Regions from separate parts of the Mus musculus genome. Here all the other regions are linked to region 1. The links are chromatin contacts, called in public promoter capture Hi-C maps. All regions are on one chromosome and are shown on one strand. Each heading gives the region's core, a stretch centred on a gene start, on an enhancer-like site or on the middle of the called end of the contact. The rest is flanking DNA. Distances are from core to core; before and after follow the strand shown.

The links. Promoter capture Hi-C pulls out the DNA fragments that hold promoters and counts their contacts.
Region 2: a contact with region 1 is called in a promoter capture Hi-C map of pre-B cells, with 4 times the contacts expected there. The contact joins the promoter of Smarcd1 here to the promoter of Slc4a8 in region 1. A contact is called at or near these places in 2 of 39 promoter capture datasets (liver and pre-B cells) and 1 of 484 Hi-C or Micro-C datasets (embryonic stem cells).
Region 3: a contact with region 1 is called in a promoter capture Hi-C map of liver, with 3 times the contacts expected there. The contact joins the promoter of Asic1 here to the promoter of Slc4a8 in region 1. A contact is called at or near these places in 6 of 39 promoter capture datasets (embryonic stem cells, hematopoietic stem and progenitor cells, hippocampal neurons and 2 more).

What each region holds. Positions count from the first base shown.
Region 1 is chr15:100,760,366-100,763,993 of GRCm38.p6, forward strand. It overlaps Slc4a8 (solute carrier family 4 (anion exchanger), member 8), which reads left to right and starts at 1,382. Exons shown (of 25, transcript NM_021530.2): 1 at 1,382-1,609. The coding sequence starts at 1,565. It overlaps Gm52175 (a long non-coding RNA gene), which reads right to left. Exons shown (of 3, transcript XR_003951485.1): 3 at 2,324-2,561.
Region 2 is chr15:99,699,969-99,703,811 of GRCm38.p6, forward strand. Smarcd1 (SWI/SNF related, matrix associated, actin dependent regulator of chromatin, subfamily d, member 1) reads left to right here and starts at 2,319. Exons shown (of 13, transcript NM_031842.2): 1 at 2,319-2,530; 2 at 3,138-3,325; 3 at 3,623-3,665; 4 at 3,770-3,843. The coding sequence starts at 2,354. Asic1 (acid-sensing (proton-gated) ion channel 1) reads left to right here. Exons shown (of 12, transcript NM_009597.2): 12 at 1-1,162. It overlaps Gm34939 (predicted gene, 34939), which reads right to left and starts at 3,836. Exons shown (of 3, transcript NR_168656.1): 1 at 3,658-3,836; 2 at 3,274-3,534; 3 at 1,439-2,822.
Region 3 is chr15:99,668,468-99,671,925 of GRCm38.p6, forward strand. It overlaps Asic1 (acid-sensing (proton-gated) ion channel 1), which reads left to right and starts at 1,910. Exons shown (of 12, transcript NM_009597.2): 1 at 1,910-2,427; 2 at 3,317-3,458. The coding sequence starts at 3,333. It overlaps Gm34880 (a long non-coding RNA gene), which reads right to left and starts at 1,389. Exons shown (of 4, transcript XR_875662.3): 1 at 941-1,389; 2 at 1-282.

The DNA.
Region 1 (3,628 bases), core at 132-2,631:
TTCTGCCTGCATCTATGTCTGTGTGCTACATTTATTTCTTGCACCTGAGGAGCTCAGAAGAGATGAAAAAATTCCCTGGGACTGGCATTCTGGATGGTTATGAGCCTCCATGGAGGACCCGGAACCCAACCCAGGTCCTCTAGAACAGCAACAAGTTCCCTTAGCTGCTGAGCTGTCTCTCCAGCACTCTCTGACAGAATCTCCCACCAAGTCTGCAGCTCATCATGGATTGGTTGAGACTGAGGCTGGCTGGCAAGCTCCGGGGACTCTGCCGTCTCTACCTTCCCCAGCACTGAGATCACAAGCTTTTGCCTCCAGACCCAGTTTTCCTAGGTGCTGCGGATTGAACTCTGCTCCTCACACTTATATGGTAAGAACTTTTTAGACCGAGCCATTTCCCCAGCTCCAGAGACATTAAGGCCCAATCTTGTTTCTTATTTTGATTACAGTGTGTACTGATGATATGTGGAGATTGAAAAAAAATATTTTTGTGTGAGATAAGGTCTAACCAGGAAGTCTAGGCAGGCTTGAACTTGCTGCTATCCTGCCTCAGCCTCCTGAGGGCTAGATGAGCCTGCACCACCATAAGGGTTGAACTTTGACATGTACTGGGTCATGCTCCTTTCTGCAGTTTTGGCAGAGGCTGAGATTGATTGCCACGATCCCTTTCCCCTCAATGGCTTGGACTCACCTCCACTCTCAGGAGACAGAAGACAAAGGCCCCTTTCTTTCTCTCAAGCTACGGATGGTTAACCTACTCTGTTTCCTTTTAAACTCAGATCAAGTCGAATGCCTTACTCCTCACTTTCCAACCTCGCCTCAGATCGGTTAGTTCCGCTGCTGAACAATAATTCGTCTTACAGTATGTCTTTTGGACACGTTGAAATCACCCTCAGCTCAACCCCCACTGTCTGCTGTCAGTCTTAGACTGGGGAGACCCGAGTCTCAGCCTCTTTGACTGCTTCCTGTCTGCTGCTCTCTAACGCTCTTCAATCTGGCCACTAACTCAAGGGTTAAAAGTAATTTTAGAAGGCTCTCTCTTCTCATTACTTCCTCCTGCCATCTTGGTTTCGGAGGGAAATTTTCTATTAATTTAAAACCCATCTTCCGAGGAATAAAATCAGAACAGGTAAACCTGACACTTTCCCAAGAGTCAGGTGCAGCTGCAAACAGAGGCAGGGATTTTCAGTTCCTAGCAAGCAGTAGGAAGGACCTCGGAGCCCGGAGGCCCCCTAAGGGGGGAGGCGGTTTCTAAGGCAACCGGCGCGGGGAGGGGGTTGGCTCTCTGGCGCCCTCCTCCCTTCTTCCTGGTAGCCCAGGGTACCGCCGGACAGCGTCCTCCCGTGCTCCGCGCGCTGATTGGCTGCTCGGGGCGCCCTCTGATTGGCTGCTGCGGGCGCCTCGCGGGCTGATGGCTATGAAGGTGGCGCCGGTTGATGGTTGACCGATCCTTGGATCCAGGGTAGGGGTCGCTGCGCGTGCGATCGTCTCACACTGGACTACAGGGCGCGGACTGCTGCAGCTCAACCTGGAACCTACCGGCGAGACCAGGCTCCGCCCGGCCATGCCCGCCGGGAGCAACGAGCCGGACGGCGTCCTCAGCTATCAGGTGGGCCCCGCCTCCCGCTCCTCCCCGGCTCAGCCTCGGTGTTCTGCCCACCGCCCCGCTCCTGCCCCAGCCGGGGTTCCAGGCGTGTCCCCGAGGGCAGGGGGGAGGCCCGCACGGGACGCCAGGGGGCGCTCCGGGTGGCCGGGGAGGGTGACCTTGGGCCGAGCCCGGAGCCGCCGGCACTGCAGCATCCCCTGCGTCGCCGGCTGCCCGGTGTCCCGGAGCAGTGACCTCTGTCCGCGGGTCCCGGTTGGCGGCCCACACCGGCTTCTGGCCTTGCCTAGTTATGCTGTAGGTGGACGAGAGGGAATCCAGGGACCTTGCGCGGGTCTTTGTGTTTTGACTCTGTTTCCTCAGTGACTCAGAGGAAACCTTGCAAAGACCGGGAGGCTGGGAACAGCCCTGAGAATGTAGCCGGCTTTGTGGATCCCTCCGTGCTGCCCAGACAGCTGACAAGTTCTGGGTATGGATGCACATGAACCAGGGGAGCCGTGAGGTGTCAACAGCGCCGACACCACCAGCCTTACCTAGAACAACAGGGGCGGCTAATGTTAGGAAGCATTGGACTAGGTGTGAAGGGTCAGTGGGTACAGGTTCCAACCTGCTTCTCATAGGCTTCGCGATCTGAGTAAGCTACCTGTCTCTTGGAACCTCGGTTTCCCCATCTATTAAAATGGAAATATGTGTACGGTTTACTTCACAAGGCTGTTTTAAGGACTCCGTGAAACACAGTTTATTGTGTGATATCCAGTGAGTAGTAGCTTTTTGAATTCTCACACCGGCTTTCTTGTGAAACCCGATCAGGTGTGGTTACTGCTGTGCCAAGAGGGTTTGAAGGAGGGAAGGGAGCTGAGCCGGAGACTAGTACCGAAGCAGGAAGGGTGGCGGGTCTTGGAAGCAAATGCCATGTTGACATCAGGAGTGGGTTCTGGGAGGAGGCATGGAGAACTTCCTGCATGTGGTGAATGAAGTGGGCATGACACACCCTGCCCCTCTTCCCGGCAAGTAGCCTTTGCTTGCCAGTCACAAAAATAGATCTAAGATCTTGGAAAACCTTTCCCCATCTGATCTTATGACATGCTATGTTATAGTCAACCTTTGTTTGGGAGACAGTGAGCAAAAATAGGCCATGCTCTTGCCTCTTCCAGCTGGTAGAAAAGGAGAATTAGCGTTTTTGTTTGTTTGGTTGGTTGGTTTTTTTGCCTTTGGCGGTTCTGGGGATGGACTGCCTTCTACTTGCTATGCAAAGGCTCTACCACTGAGCCATACCCTGGCTAGAAGTAAGAATTGTGTGTGGATGCCTGTGTGTGTGTGTGTGTGTGTGCCCGAGCACTCATGTGGTGGCTGGCCAGAGTTTGATATCTGGTATTCACCTTATTTATTCATACATGTTCTTACACTGAACATCAGCTGGCCATGAGCCCTTGGGATCAGCCTATGGTGAGGTCCTCTCACCCGCCCCGAATGCTGGTATGCTTTAACACGGGTCCTGGGAGTCTGGATTCAGGTCTTCATGCCAGAACAAACACTCTACCTTCCCTGCTTCCCAAAGTCAACCAAACAAAACACTGTAGTCCTAGTCCTCCTGAGGCAGGAGGATTGTGTGTTTGAGGTCAGCATAGACTACATCATGAGACCCTGTTTCAAAAAAAAAAAAAAAAAAAAACAACCCAAAACCAAACAACAACAAAAACTACATAAAGGAAATGTGTCATCATAAACTCAGGTGCTTCGGCAGTGTCCCAGACAGCCCTGTGAGAGGGTACGTGACTCAGACCATGGGAGAGGTTTCTAATGAAGAAAATTTGGGCAAAGGTCTGAAGAGTGAACATCAGCTGAAGGAAAGGGGAGGTCGAAGAACTTGGAAACAGAACAGGAATTTCAGACGTCCTGTGGCAGATGTGGAGCAGGTTCTGGAAGGACAGTGTGGTGCAGCCACAGGAGCCACGGGGGAATGAATGTAAGGTGTGTTCTGGGTTAGTAACATAGGGAGACACCGTGGCCCCTGCTGAAGAAGCT
Region 2 (3,843 bases), core at 1,069-3,568, 1.1 Mb before region 1:
CTTATGGAACAATCCCAAGTCCTCTTCCCCGACGTCATCCGCTTCTCTCGGCAACCTCATCTGCATTTTCTATTTCTATATGATACAGACTCTATATTACTATAACCTTGTATATACTCCCCTCCGGCCCTGTTTGTCTCCCCCTCCATTCCCTCTTGTCTCCAAGAACCGCCCTCCCGCCCCTAGTTCTCCCTTCTGTCTCTCCCCCATTCTCCTGTCTCTGAATGCCTTTGCCCGTATAAAGAGCTGGATTCTCCCCTGGTGTCTGTACTGTACTGTGTACACACATCCCTCTGAGAAGCACAAGGAGATGACACGCGCATTGTAACCTTCGCACTGTCTCGGTGGCGACATAAAGGAAGCTGTGAATTACAAGCTCTGCCTCTTTCTGGCCTCGCCCTTTGCCCCCACGACCGGGGCACCCTCTGCCCTCCCCACAGCCTTAACATACCCTCTACCTTGCTCCACCTATCCCAGTGCCCTTTGCCTGGCTGACTGTGGCCTCCCTGAGGGAAGTGACTGCTGGAGAGGTAGCTCCTACCCAGGAATGGAGGACACTAAGCGGAGAGAGTTACAGACGGGAGGTGGGGAGGGAGGCTGGGGATTGGTGACTCCCTCTTGCAGCTGGGCGGTGGGTACCCACAGCCAGAAGCCGGAGCCCTGACTCAGTGGCCTTTCTTTCTTCGGGGTGCCCAGGGCCCAGTCCTCACCTTGATGCCCAGGCCCACCGCTTGCATTTTCTGGTGAGTCAGGGCGTGGTCACATGAGGAAAGAGATTGGCCTAGAGCAGAAGTTGAAAGACGTGCTGTTGTGTGTCCCTACCCTAAGGGGGCCACAAGGTGAGGTAGAGGGCCTCCTCAACCAGACACCCTTCCCAGGCCAGCTCTCCAATCTCATTCCTGGCCTTCTCTGTCCCCACTGTCTCTTGGTCTCTAATCCCAAAACAGGACTTATGGGCAGATCACCTGTGTACGTTGGCCTGGAGCCAGAGAGCAAGGCTTTGGCATCTTTGAGACCTCTTGGTTCTCAAGAGTTGTTTAGAGATCAGAACTCCCCAGAAAGAAACAGGGCAAAGCTGAGAAATGTACACTGGCTGGGGGGGCAGCAGGAGGGGCTCTGGGTGACGCATGCCTCTGGTCTAATAAACTGGGTTTCAACCATCTCTTCAGTGTTGGTTTTCTGTTTGTTGTTTGGTTTGTTTTGAGACAGGGTTTCTCTGTGTAGCCCTGGCTGTCCTGGAACGGCTCTGTAGTCCAGGCTGGCCTCGAACTCTCACAGAGATCCTCCTGCCTCCCAAAATGCTGGGATTAAAAGCCTGAGCTGCCATTATCCTGCCCAGTGCTGTTTTTAGTTGCAAACTGTGGGTGTTACCTTTAGAATGGAGCTTGCCTTGAGAGCCACACAACTAGAGTAAGGGAATTTGAGTGGTAGCCCGGTGTGGTGGTTATACCTGTAATTCCAGCAGGTAGGAGATGGAGCAGCTATCTTCCATTACACAGTGAGTTTAACGCTAGATTGGGCTACACCAGACCCTACATACTTGATCAGGTAAACACTGATCCTGCTGGGAAAAGACAGGCTCAGGATTCGTCTGATCACTGGGCAGGGGACCAGCAGTTATCTATGGCAACAAATATCCAGGACTCTTTGGAGAAAAGTCACGGGAAAAAACGCATCAAAATCTTAAGTTAAACGTCTGAGGTGAAGGGTCCCGAGCCTTCTCTGTGTATCCCTGGCTGTCCTGGAACTCACTCTGTAGACCAGGCTGGCCTCGAACTCAGAAATCCGCCTGCCTCTGCCTCCCAAGTGCTGGGATTAAAGGCGTGCGCCACCACGGCCCGGCATGGGTTTTCTCTTGCTGATTTGTCTTTGCCACGACATTGATCTCCTTCGAGTTCTACTTTTCCCGAACGAACAAACAGCACGTTTTCCTCTTTAGTACCCGGAGTCTGAGCAGTAGGAGAACGAAAAGCAAGGCAACCAGAATGCTTTGGAGAGGTAAATGCACTGGGCCAAGGTGAAGCATCACTCCAGCCGCCAGCCGGATGGGCTGGGCTCTCTGCAAGGCTTTTTACCGTCCTCCAACCGCGTGGAGGCGCTCGCTCCCGGCACCTCTTTATCCGCACACCGCTTCTCTATGGTGCTCCCTCCTGGCCCGTGAAGGCGGGAGGGAGTGGTCAGCACGCCTTTCCCGCTAGTCGCCCCCTCTAGCCCGTAGTCTCGCTGCTCCGAGCCGCCTGTGCCCGCCGGCGGGCCGGGCCCACAAACAGCCCAGGCGCTCGGGGGGCGCGCGGGGGGCGGGGGGAGTTCCGGTTCCGGTTCTTTGTGCAGCTGCAGCGGCGGCTCCGGGAAGATGGCGGCCCGGGCGGGTTTCCAGTCTGTGGCTCCGAGCGGCGGCGCGGGAGCCTCAGGAGGAGCGGGCGTGGCGGCTGCTCTGGGCCCGGGCGGAACTCCCGGGCCTCCCGTGCGAATGGGCCCGGCGCCGGGTCAAGGGCTGTACCGCTCTCCGATGCCCGGGGCGGCCTATCCGGTGAGTGGGACAGGAGGAGGGGCGCGCGGGCCGGGGGCGGGGCCGAGCGAGGGCGGAGGACTGACAGGGGTGAGGGAGAAGTGGGAGGGACTCCCTGGGGAGGGGCTCGGGCCGGGAGTGGAGGTGTGTGGGGGGGGAGGAGGTTAGCATCCTTACCTGCTCCTGGCGGCATTGTTTCCATGTGAGGAGTGAGTGTGGAACCAGGGTGGGCGAAGTGGGCCCTGGGATGGTCATGGAATGCAGAGGGGAGTGGGCAGCCCCCGTGTCCCCAGGAATACCCAGGCTGTTATAGCTGCAAATGGAGGTCAGCTTTAGAGGAGACAGTAGCTAGTAAAAAAAGAAATGTAGGGCTGACTAGACATGTCTGGTGAGTCAGATCCAGCATAGACCAGAAAAATTGAGTATAATCTAGTTTTTAGACTATATGCAATGAAATCACTGAAGGTCCAGTGACTGTATTTCAAAGAAGCAAAGGACTGTCTTGTTGTCCCCCCACCCCACCCCCAGCCCTAACCCACTCCTGAAATCCAGGCTGCCACCATTTTTCCTTTCTTGGTGGGGCTAGCAAGGAAAAGTATGACATTTCTGGGTCCTCTCCCTTCTGTAGAGACCAGGTATGCTGCCAGGTAGCCGAATGACACCTCAGGGACCTTCCATGGGACCTCCTGGCTATGGGGGGAACCCTTCAGTCCGACCTGGTCTGGCCCAGTCAGGGATGGACCAGTCCCGCAAGAGACCTGCACCTCAACAGATCCAGCAGGTCCAGCAGCAGGCGGTCCAAAATCGAAATCACAAGTAAGATGACCCCTGGGGGTGAAGGAAAGAAGGGTATGGGGGAGAGGAGGCCTGTGAGGATGCTGGTGGTGGGCATGCAGAACCAGGAAGTCAGCGCTGTGGCACCAAACGGTGCTGCAGGGACTAACAGGGCCTCATGATGCAGTGGAGTTTTGGTGGTCATGGGAGAGGTAGCGTCTTTAAATGGAGAGTCATTTCGTAGGCCTTGGCTGTAACCATAAACAAAGGTGCTCACAACACTGCTCACGTTCTGACTAGTTCCTATCCCAACCTGATCACAGTATTTATTCTGAACAGTGCAAAGAAAAAGAAGATGGCTGACAAAATCCTACCTCAAAGGGTGAGTGCAGCTGCAGAGGTCTCCTTGAAGGGGTAGTGGCTTTGAGAATAGAAGTGGTCAGAACGAGGGCTGCCCCATCCCATCTCTGTCTTTCTGTTCCTAAGATTCGGGAACTGGTCCCAGAATCACAGGCCTACATGGATCTCCTGGCTTTTGAAAGGAAACTGGACCAGACTAT
Region 3 (3,458 bases), core at 660-3,159, 1.1 Mb before region 1:
GCTATTTTTTTTTCTTCCAGATCTAAATCAGAGTGCCAGTAACATTTGTTACTGGGGATTTACAAACACAGATCAATGAACTATGCATTTTCCATCAGTGATTCACATAATCATTGAAAAACAAGGTGAAATAAATACAACCTTCATCATAAGGATGAAGAAACTGAAGCTTGGACTGGCCAAGGGTCCTGCCGGTGGTATTGCGTGGTGGGGTCAGGTCCTGTTCTTGGAGCCTGGATACCTGATTCATGCCTTTTATCTTTCCCCGGACTACTCCTGCGGCTGTTCATTGGCCTCAATCAGTCCTCGCCTGCCGCCACCTCACCTCATCACCTTCCTTCCCTCCACCCACGCTGCTCCCTGCTCCCTCGGTAACATCCCAGGTGATTGAAGCAATTTGCAGCCATTAGAAGAGGCTCCACGTGTCGCTCAGCTTGTGGGGTTTGCAAAGATGTTACAGATGTTCCAAGATGGTCCTCCCCTCCCCCGAGGACATTGGAGAGCCTGGAACCAGACTAGACCCAGGGCTAGAATCATCACTTAAACCCCGTTTGCGACCCTCCTAGAGTAATTCCTAGTTTCACAGGCCGCCTCCCCCATTGCCCTTTAAGTGGAGTTTAAGTATCCGAGAGAGTGCTGTCACCTGGTGGCTGCCCAGGGGCATGGCAGCCCACCAGCAGCGCTTGTGCCGTTGGACAGCTCCCCAGCCGGAAGGCGAGATACTATCTTTATTTTGGCAGCTTGGCGCTCTGGGTCCTGCTGAATGGACCTCAATCTCTCACCAGACCTAAACCCCTATCCCTGGAGAGACATCTTCACTGGTTTCTAGGGTACCTCTTACTCCCAACCCCTCACAAATTCTCATCAGCTTCTTCCCTCTATGTCAGGTTCATTCCTCAAACTCAAACCCAGAACCATGTCCCTGAGACCTGCTTCTCACCTTCCTTCTCTCAGAGCTTCACCAGCCTGTAAGTGGAGCAAAGGAGCTGCAATGGATATAATTCTGATCTTGCATCACACACACACACACACACACACACACACACACACACACCACACCATCATCTGACACCATCAGACCTCAACAGCCTCTGTGTTAAGAGCTCCTAATGAGCATCAGCAAATTAACAACTTCCCCTTGATTGCTCCTTCTCTGCTAATTGGATAGGGAGGGCCCCCCCCCCAAGGCCTCGGAGAAAGAAAGAGGGAGGGAAGGAGAGAGGTGACAGCTACAGGAGCAGCCTCCAGGTTTCAGGACTCAGATTTCTGGTCCATCCCAGAACACACTCCTCCTTGCAGCCTTCATTTTGTATCTTTTTCTTTTTCCCTACTTCTGCCCCATCTGCCCTCACTTCTGGCCATGTCTCTTTTCTTCTCTCTGTTCCTCTCTGCTTTATAGATCTGCCAATGAGGCACTTGCACACGGGCTGCTTAAGAAATCCACTGATATACAAATGGGGTCTGGGTGGCCAAGGGTATTTATATATGTGCATGTGTGTGGGTCACATGAAGGTGGGAAGCAGGAATAAGAGCAGGTGAGTGAATGTGTACAAACAGGTAAGTGCTCGTGTGAGGGTCAGGCTTCAGGGATGTGTAGGTGTATGTGATGTGTGGATGGCTGAGTGGCAAGGTAAGACTCCGGTCTGAATGTGCCTGTATCTCCACACAGGCAAATGCTTGAATCAGTCAAGTGTGACTGTGACTCGGAGTGTGTGTGTGTGTGTGTGTGTGTGTGTGTACACGTGTGCATGTGCCATCAGAGGAAGCAGCAGCAGCAAGAAGCAGGAGCTTCGATCCGAAGGAGACAACGTGGGGAGGGGGACGCTGGGGGCAGACACCCTCCTTCCTGCGCGCACACGTGCGCGTGCACACACACACACCCCATAGTCACACACGCACACACACGCGCACACACACACAAGCCACAGGGCCTCGCAAGCAGAGAGCGGAGCCGGCTCCGGGATCCGAACGAGGCAGCTCTGCTGAGAGCGGCGGGAGGAGGCGAGCCAGCGGGGGGAGCCCTCGGTTCCGCTCCCGGGCCGGGGGCCCCCCGCGCACACCGGCCCAGAGACACCCTCGCAGACACTCGTAGGCGCGCACGCGCACCCTTTCCCCTCCTCCTCCCCTCCCGCCGCCTCCCGGCCGGACGATGGATCCCTGCAGATCCCGGGGCTGAGAGCACCGCGCAGCGCCAGCGCGCCGAGCCCCGGGCGGACCAAGCCGAGCGAGCAAGCGCGCGCGGGCGGCGGACCGAGCTGAGCCGAGCTGGCCGAGCGGGCCGCTCCCTGCAGGGCTCTACGCGGGTGCCGCGGCAGCCGGCGGCTCGGGCTCCGGGCCATGAGCCCCTCCGCCGCGCGGCGCTGAGCCCACGGACCGCCTCGCGCCCCAGGACCTGCAGCGGCGGCCGGCTTTCCCCAGCCCCCTCAGGTGGGTTTCCGACCCCGCTGCCTTGGGCCCCGGGCTTCCTGGTGCCCCAAAGCCGAGACTCTCCTCCACTGTAGCTTTCTCCAGCTTCTGGGGAGGCTCGGCGGATGGGGAGGGGGCGGGGGGCCGAGCCGGGAATATGACTGCGACGAGAAGCTGGACTGGAGGGGGTGCGTTCGGGGCGGGGATAACTGGCTGTCATAGGGAACCGCGCCCCCCCCCCCCATTCCTACATCCACCTCAGGCAGCCTACCATCCTCTCCCAAACACACACACACACACACACACACACACACACACACACATACACACACAGCCTGCGCCTATGCCTGTGCTTGTTTGAGAACTGGAGACACAGAAGGTGAGGATACAGGCAGGGCCCCTCCCCAGATGTGCCCACCTCCGGAGAGGTGGCCCTGGTTTAGCTCCTGAGGTGACAGCCTGTTCCTGGGGATACCCTTGATCAAGAGAAGAGCCCCTGACCCCTGGTTCAGCCCATTATGGGGAGTTTGATCTTGGCTGGGGTAGATATTCCTGTCCCAGAGTGACCTCACATCTGGAGGGAACTCCCATGCCTGCCTGTGGGTGCATCAGGGACTTCCCTCCTTCACTCTAGTGGCTGTATCTGGGGTCCCCCATAGTCTGGGAAGCTTGCAGACCATTCTCTCGACCCGAGCTGACCCCCCCCTCCAAGCCTCTATGTTTTAATGACTGTCATCTTGGATGGTCCCTCGTTCAAGCCACCTTTGGAGCCTGCATGTCAGGGAAGTCTTCCCTTGGACAAGCAGTGACCTCCGGTTAAGGATTTTGAATGGACATAATTGGAGGGGCCCTATATGCGCCTTCATCTCAGGACAATGACAGAGTCTTGTCTCCTCTTTCCTCCCTCTAGGATCCCCTTGGCAAGCATGGAACTGAAGACCGAGGAGGAGGAGGTGGGTGGTGTCCAGCCGGTGAGCATCCAGGCTTTTGCCAGCAGCTCCACGCTGCACGGTCTTGCCCACATCTTCTCCTATGAGCGGCTGTCTCTGAAG